Linked DNA regions of Zea mays: region 1 is linked to region 2. The links are chromatin contacts, called in public Hi-C maps. All regions are on one chromosome and are shown on one strand. The core of a region is the stretch at or near the end of the contact, and the rest is flanking DNA. Distances in the headings are between cores, read along the strand shown.

Region 1 (4,631 bases), core at 780-3,279, 200 kb after region 2:
GAGAACACAGATAAGCATTACAAGATTAAGAATATACAAAAAGCAATGGATTAAGGACACACCTTGGTCCTTGTACTTCTCATAGAGCTGGGCCAGCTCAGTGTAGTTGGAGTTGGTTAAGCCACTGAAATAATCGGTCACAGTGCAGCAATTAGCAGTGTACAGAATAATGTTTTCCTATACACTGTAAACAAAAGATGTCTACGTCTGACAGTGAAATAAGTAAGCACAGATAAAACCAATATTTTATATCAAGTATAGGAACAACTGATTCCAGGTAGTAGAAGAGGACATATCCTGTGCAATCACTTATCCTGGTGCAAGCGTGCAATCAAGCGATCTGGTGCATCCGATCTAGATCTAATGATGACTGTTATTTTATATGTAACCCCTTCCACCTAAAACATAGTACATATTTTACTTTTAACCCCTTCCATATGAAACCGTCAGGGCCGTTCCTGACTTTTCAGGGGCCCGGTGCGAAATCCGATATCGAGGCCCATCCACATATATATATAATTATATATATTATCAAATATTTAATATATAAAAATTATTATGCACTATTTTAAAGTTTACAAGATAACAAATGTAAAATATAGCAAAAACACTTGTTATCTCATATTATTAAAAATATCTTTTAACATTTTGTGATACAAAGTCATCTCTTCTATCATTGAGATCAATCTCATCCAACAACTTTTTTCGATATATAGAATCACCAAGCCATTTAACATCTCTTGAGTTATTGTTGATCAAAAATAGTTCACAAAAATATTTCAATTTTAAAAAGCTTCTCTCTGCCAAAGCAACCATCATATGTATAGTTTATAATACTCTCCCTATATCAAAATAGAATTTGTTTTGCTTCTTTAGTGGATTTATCATCATCAATATAAACATAAAAATTAAGAACTAAAACAAATACTATTTTGAAACGGATGGGTATTGGATAAGTAATTGAGACAGTTTAAGAATATAAACGAGACTAGTTGATAGCTCGATAACGCATCACACTTTACGTATTTGTGTCTATAATAGATAAGTTTAATAGGAAAAAATACTACCGTACAGTGGCTACGGGGCCCTCTATTTTTGGGGGCCCGGTGCGGCTGCACCCTTGGCACCCCCACAGGGACGGCCCTGGAAACCGTTAGATCTAGATCGGATGCACCAGATCGCTTGATTGCACGCTTGCACCAGGATAAGTGATTGCACAGGATATGTCCTCGTAGTAGAAGACACCAACGACCTTACTGATACGCTTTTGCCATGGGCCAAACAATCACAAATAGTAAGAAGATTAGAAAAGTTTCTGCTGCAGATGATTCATACCACTGGGATGCGACGTTAACAATGAGAAGAACCTTCCCCTTGTAGGTGCTGAGGTCAACGTCTTTGCCGCTCGCATCCTGCAGACGAGCAGCAAGCAGAAGGCGATAATTAGACTCCTCTGCAAAAACATAAGCCGCGGCATCTACTCTTCTAAAAATTCGGCAAAAACCGCTAGGTAAGGGTTAGCAAATCCAGTCATTTTGCAAGCCAAATCACACGGTTCGACAGCGAAATTCACACTAAGAGCTCCGCACGAATCAGGAACCATAAAGCCCCAATCCCGGACTAAGCACAGCACAGTGGCCTCGAGCTTGCAGCTCCGGGGCACGCCGCACGCAAAGCAAGCGATCCATGCAAAATATTACGGATTTACGGGGGTCCTATGATCCTATCACCTCTGGAATCTACGCACAGAGACGTTTTGGGGTTCAGAGGGCCTATGATCGTACCACCTCTGGAATCTACGCACGGAGGCGTTTAGGGGTTGAGAGGGCGACGAGGGGAATGGGACTGACCTTGACGATGAAGTCGTGGACGGAGGTGGCGGTCGACGAGGCGGCCATGATGAGGCGAACGGCGGGCGGGCGGGCGGCGGTGGCGAACTAGCGGGATCCGGGAGGGGCGTTTACGGCTGTGAGACGGTAGCGTGTAGAAGAAGCCGAGAGCCGGGAGGGAGAGAGCAAAAGCGGGCAAGCGGCGGAGCTGAGGTGGTGGACCGAGCGACGAGACGACTAGACTTCACCGGCGGTTGATTTATACGGCCAGGCCCATGGGGGGTTGGGGGTTGAATCGAATGACGGACGCCGTGACACTTGAGACAGACAGATGGTGTGAACGCTGCTACTGCATCGTGGCCTCGTGGGGCGGGGCCGGCCAACGCGGCGTTCGGAGGGGAGTGCTCGTCGGCCAGGAGCCCGCCGCGTCGGCGTGTGGACGGAATCGTGGCAGCGTTGGTCAACCGTCTCGGCTGCGGTTGTACGAATGCAATTCTCGTACGAAAGTCGAAACCAAATGATAAACTCCCCTTCTTCTTAAAAATAATTGTTATTGTAATTTAAACTTTTATAAATTTAATTATGTATGCAATAAACATTAATAATATTGGTTTCTTCGAATTAATTTACTATATAGAATTAGATTCAAACATCTATTAAATCTTAATATTGTATATAATTAAAGCTAAAATAGTTGTTGTTTTTTTTAAAAAAAATGAGAATGATAAATGGAGTATTTTAGAAAATAGGAAACGAGTTTAATTAGAATTATAAAAAACAATAACATTTATTATATAAATTAAATGTTATGAAGTAATTATAAAGCATATATTTATAGTAGCTTGATTTAAGTATATAAATATAAAGAATATTTGCTGTAAATTTGATTGTACTACGGGACGAATACTGGGCTTAGGCTGAGACGGGCGGGTGCTCACTAGCTGGGCCGACGAACCGAAAATGCTACCCATGTTTCCGCCTCCCCGCAGCCCGTTCACGGTTGGAACTAGTGTGAAACACGCGCACAGCTTCTGGAAGCGGCCGGGCCCTTGGGCTGCGAGAAGAAGGACCGTGTGAGGCCATATGTTCGTGCGCGGTGGCCGTCAAGGCACGTCGATTGGTGGTGAGACGCTGAGCTACTCCCTGACGCAGTGACGCGGATGCATTGCTTTTGCGTGTTCCGGTCGCACAGCGTTTGTATTTGAACGCATCGCGTTTCGACAACCTGAGTATCTTCTGGAACTCACACAGCAGGCAGTAGGCGTAACAAATGTAGACTGGCGAGTTTTTGGGCAGCAGCGGCGCCCTACGGTTCATGCCAGAAAAAAATTGCTTCGATGATTTCGTACGGGAGCAACGAATGCATACCGCGTCACGTCAGGTAGGTCGACGCAGCAACAACCAGAAAAAGCAAATTGCTTCGATGCCATCGGGCATCGGGTGCGTCGTGTCGGTCATGGACGGGACCGCGCGCGCGGTTGGTCGTATAGATCATGATCGTGTGTCGTCGGCGGTGGAAGCAAAAATTGCCGCCTTATCATGATCTTCTTTCCGCTGCGACAAGTGCGTTTCTCACTTTTTGTTTTGTTGTGTGTGAACGATTTTAGTTCGGTAGCTAATTAACATTGGCCACGCAGACGAAAACGAAACAACGTGCCGGTGGATTCCATCATCACCGAGCACCAGCTTTTCTCTGCTTTTCATCGAATATGATCCCCATCGGCTTCCACTTTTGTTCGAGTGGCCTCCGTGGACGCTTCTTGGGGCGGAGCAAGAGCCAAGCCTGAAGATACCAATACCATGCTCGTGCTGGTCATGCGATATTGATTCAAAATTATTCAGGCCCCATCATAGCAGTAGTGTGCCATAGGACCACTTTTCATTTCGAGAGGAAAAGAAAACGGTATACATCCATGCAACGATGGCAGATCAGTAGCAGTACTTACGTTACACCACCACTTCACTTAGCATCGCCGTATATATACTTGTAACACATATGTACAGCTTGCTTGTTCCAGCGATTCTTTTTAGACTTCTGTTTCAGCGATTGTTAGCACTTAGCAGCCAGCCACAACCTTCCCGTTCCAGCAGCAGTGCCAGTGATACCTGCCTACAGGGTAGTAATTCCAATTTCTTTAGCTGTGCCGGCAATCTTCGGAGCCTTGTAGTACCTCAGCAGCAGGGACCAGCAGACGACGCTGACGGACGAGGCCGCCATCGCAGCGCCGGCGACCCACGGCGGCAGGCGGAACCCGGTGGACGGGAAGAGCACCCCCGCAGCGATCGGGATGCCGACGACGTTGTACCCGAGCGCCCAGACGTAGTTCATCCGTATGCGGAAGAAGGCCTTCCTGGACAGGTCGATGGCGGTCACCACGTCCTCCAGGTTGCTCTTCATGAGCACGATGTCCGCAGCCTCGATGGCGACGTCCGTCCCCGCGCCTATCGCCAGCCCCACGTCGGCCGAGACGAGCGCGGGGGAGTCGTTGATCCCGTCGCCAACCATCGCCACGGTCCTTCCAGACAGCTGCGACAGTTTGTGTCAGGACTCAGGAGAAGCTACGTACTAGTAATTAACTGGACCAGAGTCCAGAGCGCTCTTGGAAACGAGTACAAAAGGAAACGAAACACCGGATAGATACCTCACCTGGAGTTCCTTCACCCTCTCGGCCTTCTGCTCCGGTTTCGCTTCAGCGATTATCTTCTCGATGCCAACCTCTCGGCCGATAGCATTAGCCGTCCCCCAGTTGTCGCCGGTCACCATTATGCTCTCCACGTTCATGGACTTGAGGTACGATATCA
Region 2 (4,989 bases), core at 567-3,066:
ATGCTGACCTCCAAAGCATAATGCGGATGGCATCATGCCGATTTTTACAAGCAGAAAGGATAATCTTCAGCAAAAAGACACAAAAGGAAGACCTTCGAATGGATTATCCTCAAAAATCCACTTGAAGGTCGGGGGCTACACCCATTGGGTGCACCTTCGGTGCACCCCATGGATCATCATTCCAAGCCAAGATAGTGCCGACTTCTAAGGCATGGGACAAGATTAAAGACAATGCTGGCCCTCAACCAAAACGCAGGAGTAAAAATGGAAATAATTTCTGGTGAAGACCTTCGAGTAGATTATTTTCTAAAATCTACTCGAAGCTCGGGGGCTACACCCATTGGGTGCACCTCCGGTGCACCCAATGAAGTTCAGGGTCCTACAAAACGAAATGCCGACCTCTAAGGCACAAGCACGAAACAAAGCTTCGGTTTACGAGAGATCAAAGCAGGAGGAGACAGTAAGAAGTCGTTCTCTTCAAATCGCCTGCAAGCTGGACCTGGGATCTTTGGGCTGATTACCTCTAAATTAACCCAAAGATCGGGGGCTTGTGGGGGACAGATATCCCCCGGGTCCACTAAAAGAGTAAAAGACCTCACGAAAGGCCCAAGGGCCCAATAAATCGTAAGGTCATTCTTTCGTGGGCCTGGGGAGGAACAATCAACAAAGCAGATTGACACGAGGCCGGATTGGTGCAAACCTGGATGGCCCACAACGTCGAGCGAGCGACCACAACAGAGATCCGACTTTCCCGCGTTGGAGCCCCCATGCAACGGAGCCATGCGAGGATAGGTCGGCAGGACTACAGGGAGATAAACTCAAACAATTGCTGATCCTTTAGCTACGCATTGTTATCATATCCACGTGTATTGCCCCACGGTCGAGTATATAAGGCCTAGAGGGCACCCCTTCAGATTGGTCGACCCTATTACTTAGCCACCCACTTCAACTCTCTGCATTCTCAATTCGGAGAGCTCTCTTGTAACCTCATTCACCAAGCATACTCGCCAGGACGTAGGGTGTTACGTATCTCTAAGCGGCCCGAACCTGTAAACATTGTCCACTGTCCCTCGTGCAACTGGCACGAACCATTTTGCTACAGTCGTCGACACCGTCCTACTCCTAAAAACACCTTGAGGGGCAACCCCGGGTGTGCGGTCGGACCCAAAACACCGACACCTTGGGTCCATAGAAGAACTCAAATTGAGGACACATTTGAAATTAGATAAGTGCTAATATATTTAATTAGCAATTAAGATAAGAGTAAAACACAAATTGAGGAGCCTAAAAAAGGAGGTTTGAGACTGACTATTGGGTCTATATGACACGCACTTTTTAAATTTCGTGATAGGAAATAGGGAACATATATATAGTAGCCATATACAACTTTGCGTTAAGGATGTGTTTGGTTTGATTTTTTGCTTTGACTTTTGCCCTCTCAAACTCAAAAGGCAAATCAAAAGGCTTAGTCGAGTAAGTGGCTTTTTTCAAAAGTCGACTTTCTCACAACGTAAAACTAAAAGCACCTTTAAACCTATTTTTAGTGGCTTTTAGGTAGAACTGTCTAAATATATATAGAAGAAATTTTAGTGGTTTTATCAAATGCTTTTTAGCTTTTTATACAACTCACATTTCACAATAGCTTTTCCTCTCGCAACAACTTTTTTTCACCGCCACAGTCCAACCAAACAAATCTTATAGGTATCTTTACGCTTGCACGTTACCTTAATAGTTTACACAACATAATAAATGCGTACGTTGTTTCATGCCGGAGCTTGTGCTATACTTGTTGCGTCGCCGTCTTGCTCGGTCACTTTGGAGCTCCGTCCACAAACCCATCTCGGATTCCAAGGCTCGTGGCATACCTGTAGTCATATATTCGTCCCCCCGTTCCTCAGTAGCCACCGAGGTCACCATTGCCACAGAGAGTGTATGTGGGTGGCTATATATATATGCCTGCTTGCATTGCACACGTACGTACAGCGTAGCGGGGAGCGGAGGTGAGCTCCTCCTCCGATTCTTGCCTAATCTTTGGTCTTTGCACACGTACGAAAGCTTTTTGCATTGTTTCGTTGCTTCTGGATGACTGGATGATCAGTACTCCTAGATATTAAGCGATACCGATCTAGAATCGAGTTGTTGTACTCTCTCTGTCCCTTTTGTGCAGCTATAACTAGCTAGGTTCCTTCGCATAGAGCCTCTCTACAGAGTACAGACTAGCTAGCAGTGTCAGGCACGAAATGGAAATGGCTACTTCCAAATTGCACGAGCTGGAATTATATACTCTTCTGATCTTCTTCACCGTCTCTTTATAGCGTGATATGCGTTTCTGGCTTCTTGCTTGCGTGAAGGATTAGTAAGGCGCGTGATGGCGCTCTCAGCTTGCCCGGCTCAGGAAGAACTGCTGCAGCCTGCTGGGAGGCCGTTGAGGAAGCAGCTTGCTGCAGCCGCGAGGAGCATCAACTGGAGCTATTCCCTCTTCTGGTCCATTTCAAGCACTCAACGACCACGGTAAATTGAAGTCCTGATAATCTATAATCTGTCTGGCAGTTTTCTACAACTCTGATGAATGATCCTCACATCGTTTGCCTGATACATACATACCGCATACATATGAAATAAAGAAAGTCGGATCCCGTGATGCGATTGTAGTTATCGCTTTTCCGCAAAATGGTTGCTTTTTGAATCTGCATTCGTTTTTTTTTCCACATCTTCTTCCTTCTCCCGAGTCCCGACAACGCAACCGCGCGCCGCCTGCCGCCCATCGCCCCGCCTTGGCCGGCGAGAAACTCAGCCTACTACACCAGCGGCGACCTCTTTTCCCCCTCCTCTCACCGCCGTCGTGGCCGTGCTCGCCCCCGCTCTAACCTGGTCTGGCCGCCTCCGCTGCCACCTGCTCAGGCGGTGTCATCGCCGCCTCCACCTCACCCGCGTCTTTCTCGTCCCTACCCTCTCTGCCTCCGGGCGCATCATCATATGATATTCTGATGCAAAGAAAAAGGTGGACCATATAAGGTAAGGACAAGAGAAAATATGGTTGCAGGGTGCTGACGTGGACGGACGGGTTCTACAATGGCGAGGTGAAGACGCGTAAGATCTCCCACTCCGTGGAGCTGACAGCCGACCAGCTGCTCATGCAGAGGAGCGAGCAGCTCCGGGAGCTCTACGAGGCCCTCCAGTCCGGCGAGTGCGACCGCCGCGCGGCGCGGCCGGTGGGCTCGCTGTCGCCGGAGGACCTCGGGGACACCGAGTGGTACTACGTGATCTGCATGACCTACGCCTTCCTGCCTGGCCAAGGGTAACCGATCGATGACAACATCTTTTTTTCCCCCAATCTGTTCGTGACCGGCTCTGTCTGCCATGGCGTTGCGTTCTGCCACAGCTTGCCCGGCAGGAGTTCCGCGAGCAACGAGCATGTCTGGCTGTGCAACGCGCACCTCGCCGGCAGCAAGGACTTCCCCCGCGCGCTCCTGGCCAAGGTATATATGCAATATGCATGCATTCGCCGTGTGTCTTGTTATTATTGCCTTTCATGCATGTCTTGTTATTATTTTTTTCATTGTGCCTAATTCTCCTGGTACTGTTTCAAACATCTAAAACTAATAGCTAAAACATCTCCAACAAGGTGACTAAATACAACATTATTTAAAGTGTTTAGGGTGTTAAAAACAAATTACACTCTCTAACAGTTAAATCCTAAATTATGTATTTTATTGTAGTAAGTAAATTACATTATTTGGAAAGAAAATGTCGAGCTAGGGTGTAATATATTTGGGTCACTCCATGGTGTGTCCTATATTTTTTATTAAAAATTATAAAATATAACATTGTTAGAGCTGTTTTATATGAGTTGAGCCCTATATTTCAATATAGTGCACCGATTTTAGGCATGGTTGGAGATATTCTTAGCACCTAATTAGCTAAGAGGTTTAGAACCCATCATCTAATTGTTAGTTATACCCCTAAAATAACTACTAGTTGTTAGCTGCTAAGCTAAAATCAGCTAACAACTTAGGATCTGTTTGCAAGAGCTCTGGCTTGCCTGAAAATAGCTATAGCTCTAAAGCCATTTCACATATCGTTTGGCAGAAACGACTTATCTAGAGCCAGAGCCATTTCTCTATATTAAAGGGCCCCTTTGGCTGGCTCTTTAGGCGGCTTCGACTTGGGCTCATTGTGAAGCCATACCAAACGGTCATAAAAAACGGCTTCTCGTCGGAAGTCCCTCGAGGAGCTAGAGCTGTTTTTGTGTCGACTCCCCCTTCATTTCCCTGATATAGCATTAAAAACAAACACAAAAGAAGTTGTTTGCCAAACGAATTGTACAACGGCTCCGGCTCCTCCAAACAAGCTAAAGAGCCAGAGGAGCCAGAGCCGGAACTGTTTTAAGAGGAACTACCAAATGGAGCCAAAGTGTTAGAGCCAGAGCCGGTGAAGCTACTATTTGTGGCTTCTTCTATGTAGTACAAAAATAGCTATAGCTTTTAGGTACTTTTTGCAATAAGTCGTATAAAAAAGTATTTGACAGGACTTTAGCTTTTTCTAAAGAGAAGCCAGAGCTTTTATTAGGCCCGCTCCTACTATTCTTAAAACGGCTTCGGCTCTGGCTCCTCTGGCTTCTTGGCTTTTCTAGAGGAGCCAAAGCCGTTTTGCAATTCATTTGGCAAAACAACTTCTCACGAGGAAACGGTGGCAGAGACTGTAATTTCGTTAAACATTATTGTGTGCCGGATAGAAGGAACCGGTAGAAGCTTGTTTTCTCGTGCTTCGGCTCCCAATATCAAAACGACTCTCGCTTTTTGATGGCTCTCAGTGAGGAGCCGTTTTTTTTAAAACCGTTTGGTACGGCTTCACGAAGAGCTAGAAAATGGGTCACGGAGAAAGCCCTGCCAAAGAGGCACTTAGTCGCTAGAGGATGCCAAATAAGCTTCCTTGCCAAATGAGTTTTTATTATTTGACTAACTATTAACTTTAGAGGTTTAAAATAGA

What was found. A called contact is a pair of places that touch in the nucleus more often than the background predicts.
Region 1: a contact with region 2 is called in a Hi-C map of tassel, with 2.2 times the contacts expected there. The contact joins the promoter of LOC100273297 here to the promoter of LOC103646088 in region 2. A contact is called at or near these places in 2 of 25 Hi-C or Micro-C datasets (ear and tassel).

The regions. Positions count from the first base shown.
Region 1 is chr2:20,017,074-20,021,704 of Zm-B73-REFERENCE-NAM-5.0, forward strand. LOC100273297 (putative glutathione peroxidase) reads right to left here and starts at 2,030. Exons shown (of 6, transcript NM_001147738.1): 1 at 1,851-2,030; 2 at 1,336-1,412; 3 at 63-124. The coding sequence starts at 1,898. LOC100274413 (Putative ATP dependent copper transporter) reads right to left here. Exons shown (of 6, transcript NM_001360589.1): 5 at 4,477-4,631; 6 at 3,682-4,356. The coding sequence ends at 3,940.
Region 2 is chr2:19,820,872-19,825,860 of Zm-B73-REFERENCE-NAM-5.0, forward strand. It overlaps LOC103646088, which reads left to right and starts at 1,817. Exons shown (of 7, transcript XM_008670815.3): 1 at 1,817-2,000; 2 at 2,352-2,511; 3 at 3,044-3,298; 4 at 3,383-3,479. The coding sequence starts at 2,369.